Regions from separate parts of the Rattus norvegicus genome. Here region 1 is linked to region 2. A link is a contact called in public Hi-C data. All regions are on one chromosome and are shown on one strand. Each heading gives the region's core, a stretch centred on a gene start, on an enhancer-like site or on the middle of the called end of the contact. The rest is flanking DNA. Distances are from core to core; before and after follow the strand shown. Region 1 overlaps Atxn7l1 (ataxin 7-like 1). Region 2 holds the start of LOC102547703.

Region 1 (3,356 bases), core at 604-3,103, 180 kb before region 2:
CAGTTTCCTTACAGTGAAAGGAAGGAAGGCTTGGCATTTGAGATGATTAAATGAGGTACTGGGCACGGAGCGTCATTTGGGCTCGAAGCACAGCCTCAAAGTTGAAGTGAAATGAGAGAGAGAGAGGGGGGGGGGGAGAGCGCCACACCATTCACTCCCTCACAGCCCCTCCTGGGGTGTAAACCATGGTCACCATCAGAAACCTTTTGTCCCTTTGGTGTTTAGGGGGTGGAGTGGACGAGTGGGAGGCAGCAGAAAGGTGGGGTGGGTGGCTTCCAAACTCACCCACAGAAGAGCAATCCTGGAAGTACAATGGAGAGGAAAATGGAAGAAGGGAACAAGTCATTCCATACTCAGGAACTCCCGAGCTTGGGTGAGTCACTGCAGCTCACATCTGGATAGGGATTTCTGCAAGCAGAGCAAGCAGGAAGCCCAGCCTATTCCCATAAGACAATTCCTGCAGTCCAGCAATGTGGGGACTCTGACGTTCCAGGGCACCTTGTTTTCTAGGGGAGGCTATCTGTACAACCCATAGGCCATTCAACGGGATGAAGGAGGCCCTGTTCTCTACAGTTTTCTCTTATTCCAAGGGTGTGGAGCTTAGGAAGGGGGTCCCCAGCATTACCAGGAGACCAAGGAGTGCTAAGTATTCCCGGAGAGCCCTTGTACCCTTGGGCTGTGGAAGAATCAGCAAGCTGGAGAGTAGTCTGAACGTAGTAGGGCATGTGATGCTGCCCAGGCTGCCCTTGGGAACAGCTGTGGGTACAGTGGGCTTCAGGCCCACACAAGGTTTCGCCGACAGCTCCAGACCTTACCAATGCTCAGCGCATTGCCCCATAACTAAGAACCACAGACACACAACTCAGATGGGTGGCCATCAAGATTCACATCATTTCGGAAACAGCATGAAGGCCACCGAGGGCTAGGGGCTGGGGGTTGGGTGGATTCTGGAAGAGTGAGTTCCTAGCAATAGCTTAGAGCTGGCTATCCTCAGGAGCAGCAAGTGGGAACACTTCCCGCTGTGGCCACCAGAGGTCACTGGCTCCCAGTATTGGAGTTGTAAAATGTCCTTTTAGAGAGCCTGTTACCTGGGTACCATGGCTGGAGCATTAAAGTCTCCTCAAGCTCTAGTGCCAATTCGGACCCAGGAGAGGGATGGTGATTCCTTAAAGAACGTCCTCCATGTCCCTGTCAGGGAGGGATGAGAGCAGACACCTGAGATGACCCTGGGATCCCACGTCCGGGCTCTCCCTATAAGGAGTCACTCTGAACACAGAAAGGAAACGGCCAGGGACTCACTGCGACCAGCTGCTCCCATTTACCTCAGAGAAGAACAAACACATTCAGAACAAACATTCCCATTCATTCACTCATTTTCATTCATATTCTCTGTCTCTGTCTGTGGGCAAACAACCGAGAGCCACTGATGAGTTCTGAAGAGTTCTGAGCAGTACACTGTGTGTGTGTGTGTCTGTGTCTGTGTGTCTGTGTGTGTGTCTGTGTGTGTGTGGGTGTGTGTGCAAGTGCATGTGTGCATATGTGTGAATGTGTGCATGTTTGAGTGTGTATTCGAGTGTATAGGAGTGTGTGTGCGCCTGTGTAGTGTGTGAGTGCATGTGTGCATGTGTGTGTGTGTGTGTGCGCATGTTTGAGTGTGTATGCGAGTGTATAGGAGTGTACATTTGTGTGTGTGTGTGTGTGTGTGTGTAAGGAAGGGATGTACTGAAAAGGCAAAGATTTCACAGCCTACATGGACGCTCTGATATGACTCCCTGGGGCTTCTGGGAACCAACCCCCAATTCATGCCAGCACCAGGCTAGAAGAGCTAAGCCCCAAGTCCCTCCCACAGGCCTCTGGCTGGGTCCTCTCCATAAAACACTGGGAAGGCATCCAGGACACATGAGCTCCCACATGTCCCCTCTCTCCCAGAAGACTCACCTCCCATTTCCAAGCATTTTGGGAGGGGCCGTCTGAAAGGAGGGAGCCCCTCCCCCACCACGCTGTAGGGTGTGCACAGGGAGGCCAGGAGCCTGCTGATTTTTCTTCTGCTTTGGCTCATTTTCCTTCTGGAGCAGCAGGCTCATCTCCTGCATTTTTAATAGTGGGGCATATTTAGCATTCAACACACACTTGCAGGTTGATAAGGCCCAAGGAGAAGGCATCAAGCCATCCATGGGAGGAAAGCCTCTTCCCAACTCTTCCCTGCCTCCTGCCACATCAGCCAAAATCGGGCAGATCCTAGTTTTCAGTCTACTTGCAGGGCTGTCGTGGGAAGGGACAGCAGAGGAGAAAGTTGCCCTGGCTGACAGTCTCTCTGGTCCCTGGCGCAGCAGAGACTCGTAATAAAGGATGAAATGGTTCGTCTTGCTTTCTTGAGATGGGGCCTTTGCTCAAGGTCAAGTAATCTTACCCGCTCTGAATCCTGAATGCCAGGATTATGGGTTCATCTGCTGGGACTATGGATATATTCCCGGTTGTCTTTTGCCCACCTCCCTGTGTCACTGTGGACTACATGGACTCTGTGGCTTCCAACTTCCTCAGGGGTGATTTCTGACAGGCAAGTGAACTAGAGAAAAGGGGACCGCAGGGGAAGGGCTAACAGTCTGCTATGTGGAGTCTCAGGTGGGTCAAAAGAGACAGGTTCGATGACAGGAGGATGCTGTCTTCCTCTTTCTCCCCTTTCCTCTTCCTCTTTCTTTCCTGTAATGCCGGTGACCAAAGCCACTTGATTGTTGAGCTTCTCCCCTAGCCTATTTCGGGGACAGAGTCTTGCTAAGTTGTCCGATCTGGCTTTGAACTCGCTCTGGAGTCCTGGCAGACCTTGAACCTTTAATCCTCCTGCCTCGAACTCACCAGACCTGGCTCCTCCTCCCCATGTCCCTCCTCTTCATTGTGTGTGTGGACACATGCATGGCACGAGGTTGGTATGGAGGTCCCCAACTTTGTGGAGCTAGTTCTGAGGACAGAACTCAGGTCACCAAGCTTGTGGTGAGCCTTTCACCTGCTAGATCATCTCACCGGCCTTCTCCTTTCTTCTTTTAAATTTTTCTATGTTCATTTGACTATTTTTTTTGAGACAGGGTCTCACTGTGCAGCCCTGGCTGGCCTGAGACTCGCTACACAGATAGCCAATGCCTCTGAGGCGCTGGGTCTAAACACATGAGATACCAAGTGTAGCCTCCCCCTTCCTTTTATTTAAGGTGTTTTTCCCCTCCCTACTAAGTCATAGAAAGGGGCAAAATCATACAACTGCAGACTGTCCAACTTGGTGTGAAAATACCAAGGGATCAGCCTGACTCAGGGGTGCTGTTTATAGCCAGGCATTCAAACCTGAGCTACCTGTGAAAGGGTATCCT
Region 2 (3,197 bases), core at 576-3,075:
ATCGTGGATGAGCAAATGCTCCACCAGCCAAGTTACGTCTGAACTTTCCTGACACGTCCCATCACTTCCTTCTGCCCCTCTGTGCCTCCCTCCCAACACCAATTTCGTTGGGCCAGTTCTGCATACAAGACTCCAGATAGTGCATCATGATTCAAATGAACCCATCCTTTCTTTAAGCAAAAAGTGGCCTCCAGAGTGGCTCCATTGGAAGTCAGAGGCCAGAGTGACAAATGGTGGCCTTGCAACCAAGGATCACTGACTTACAACAACCAAAGCTGTACGGTGATGCCCAGGCCTGGCATTAAGGCTTCACTCATGCCCAGATCTGGGATCATCGTCCATTCAATGTGTCCCCTTTCAGGTATCATATTTTCATGCTGGGAAACACAGATGGGGGCTTTGGAGCACAGGCTAAAGATCTGCACATGTTGATACCCCTAACCCAGGCCACTGTCTACAGTCTGTGACCAGAAACAAAATGTTACTTGCAGCCAAGGCTTGCCATGTGCAATGGTTTTTTTTCAGTGAGAGTGGAGAAGTAGCTGCTGGAATGACCGGCCATGTGGGGTTCATTAAAACTTGTGAATTTACATATGAGGGAGGCTGGAATGCTTGTGAAGGGGAGCCCCATGCCTCACTCGGGGGTTCCAAACCCCACCACCACCATTGGCCCATGGTGCTCCAAGAATGGCAGACACCATCAGGAGGTTTAGATGTGGACTCCAGCGGAGTGCAGTAAACTTCTGCCTTCCACAGCCTCCCCCAGACTGAAAGACCCCCCCAGTTGTATTTATACTTGGAAGGAAGTTAACAGTGAAGCAGTAGTCACCTGGGCGTGCTCGATTTTTGACAAGCCTTAGTCACTCTGTACCCAGCAGAACAATTCACATTCTATTCCAAAGCCTGTGAAGACTGTGCCACACAAGCTAACACTAACATACCAAGAGCTCCACTTACCTTCTTTATTAAGCCTCATAACCTCCCTGCTTTTGCCACCCTCTTTTCCAGCCTCTTCTAAATCTACATCTGCAGATGAAAAAGAAAAGGAAAAAAGAAAATGAGGAAAAAAGGGGGGGAATGCCAAAGTCAAGGGGGGGAGGGAGAGTGTTTATTGACAAACAGATCGATCTAAATACTGTATCTGAAAATCTTGCAAAATTTGACAATGCAACATTTTCTCCCGAGTCTGGGTTTTCATCTACCTGGCCCAGATAGGTACCCCCAAAAAAAGAAAAAAAGAAAAAAAAACTATGCAAGCAGCAACAGAGTCGCCTTTTAAACAGACACCACCGTGGGGCTGCGAAAGCCCACCCCGCGGGCTGCTTGCCCCGGAGAGCCAGGCACAGACAGACAGACAGCCTTGCTGGCAACCGGGCCTCTCTGTGCTCTGATGGTCTGTGTCTGTGTGTATTTATTTAGAGAGAGAGAGAGAAGCATGGAGGACGCCGGGGGCCACTCTCTCTCACACACACACTTTTTCCCAGTGGCTCTAGGTGAATGGAAAGGTTACAGGATAATAAAAGGAGGAACAGGCGGTGGGGTTCTTACTGTCGGAGCAGTGTAATTTGGCGGCGTCGATCCAGGAGGACCAGGGTTTGCCCAGAAACGCCTCCGGACTGGGCACTTTGCGGTGCAGTGTCGCCATTGCTGTTCCTTCTTGTTGCTTTTTCCCTGTTCCTTCGGCAGCAGCAGCCGAGAGACACGGGATTCGAGAACGCTCCGACGTCATCTTCGGAACGTTCCGACATTGAGTGTTCTGAGAGGGGGAGGAGGGCGGCAGAAGAGGCGGGAGGCGGGGCGCGCTCGGCCCTGCGGGGCCCTGCTGTGCTGCGTGAGGCCGCTGGGGGCGCCAGAGAGGCGCAGAGTGCGCGGGGCCGGGGAGAGCGCGGAGTCCAGCAGGCTGAGAGCAGAGCCTGAGTGCGCGGCTGGTTCAGTGGGGCAGGGTCACCTCGCAAGGATGCTGCACCCCGCCGCCCTGTCCAGCCAGCAACCCGGAGACTGGTGCAACTCCGGAAAGAAGCAAAGGTTCTTTCGCCCAGTCGCCGCTGGAGGACCGAAAGTTTTGCTCGCTGCAAATCCCTTCCTCCCAAAGTCCCAGTCACCCACCGCGCGACGTCCTGGAAGGATCCCGGAGGTTTAGTGGGGACGAAATCGGCTGGTTCGCACCCCTCCATCCTTATCTCTCAGGACAGAGCGGGAGCTCTAGCGAGTACACCTCCCACCTACCATCCGCTTCACCCTGTCTCATTTCTCGGTGAGCCTTGGAACCCGATCGCTTAGCAGATGCCTTCAGGAAGCAGAAGCAAAGGGGAAATGGACTTAACTCCAAGAATCAGGTGAGTGGGGGCGAGGGGAGTGATCATCCCATCCCGAGCTTGGCAGGCAAAATTCCACAGTCATTTTGGCTCTGGTTCCCAGGGGGTCTGTGCGTTGTGTGTCCCAGCTGGTAGAGCCACCGCAGAGACTTTGCTCCGCGCACACCGGTCTGAGCGAGCTCAGGACTCTCAGTTGATGCTAAGCCCTTCCCGCAGATCCAGCACTTCCACTGAGCAGGTTGACCAGAAGACTTAGCATCCCCCACCCCCAACCCCCACCCCCGGGAAACTTGACTGCCAGAAGCGTGGACTCCTGGAGCTTTGAGAAGTCTCTTCTGACCCTAGGGGCTGGTAACTGAGACCTTAACATCTCCTGTTATCTATCTCTTTAAAATTGTTTGCTTACTAGGAATTCCCTAAACTGTATAGACACCCTTACCCCACAATCAATAACTTTTCCATTTATAAAACATCCTTCCATTCTTACCTCTGCTGTCCGAGGAGCTCGTCTGCTCCACACCGAAGCATTGCTTGCTTCTGAGCTGTATTCTGGTGGGGCTGGAACGTCCTGGCACTCCACACCATGAACCTCAAAACCTGCATTTAAATGGGGTGATGAAGGAGCATCTAGAGGCTTGTTTTCAGCTGTGATGTGTGTGGGAGTGGGCCTGCTTATATCAAACATAGATAACTCTCCGGTTTTTTTGGATGGATTGCTACCTAAGGTGCCAGTGGATAAGGCATTACCTCACTTTAAATACTTGTGGTTTGGGAAATATTTCTCAGATCTTAGATGAACCAGGCACGGTACCTGACATTATTCCACCGACGCATCTTTTTAAACAATATTGTTTCTCATGGATGGACCCATTGCCCAGGGTC

The links. Hi-C and Micro-C count contacts between places; a contact is called where the count stands out from the background.
Region 1: a contact with region 2 is called in a Hi-C map of frontal cortex, with 3 times the contacts expected there. The contact joins the enhancer-like site here to the promoter of LOC102547703 in region 2. A contact is called at or near these places in 7 of 12 Hi-C or Micro-C datasets (the Rat2 cell line, Schwann cells, frontal cortex and 4 more) and 1 of 1 datasets of contacts at active chromatin or transcription factors (oligodendrocytes).

Annotation. Positions count from the first base shown.
Region 1 is chr6:55,666,813-55,670,168 of GRCr8, reverse strand. All of the region lies in intron 4 of Atxn7l1 (ataxin 7-like 1), which reads right to left. Among named protein-coding and RNA genes, the nearest start is that of Efcab10, 63 kb to the left of the region's middle. Within about 2 kb of position 1,853, at least 6 of the 93 cell types and tissues checked have an H3K27ac peak or open chromatin away from gene starts, as enhancers often do.
Region 2 is chr6:55,485,894-55,489,090 of GRCr8, reverse strand. It overlaps LOC102547703, which reads left to right and starts at 1,825. Exons shown (of 4, transcript XR_010052628.1): 1 at 1,825-2,336. Atxn7l1 (ataxin 7-like 1) reads right to left here and starts at 1,772. Exons shown (of 11, transcript NM_001427851.1): 1 at 1,549-1,772; 2 at 958-1,026. The coding sequence starts at 1,729.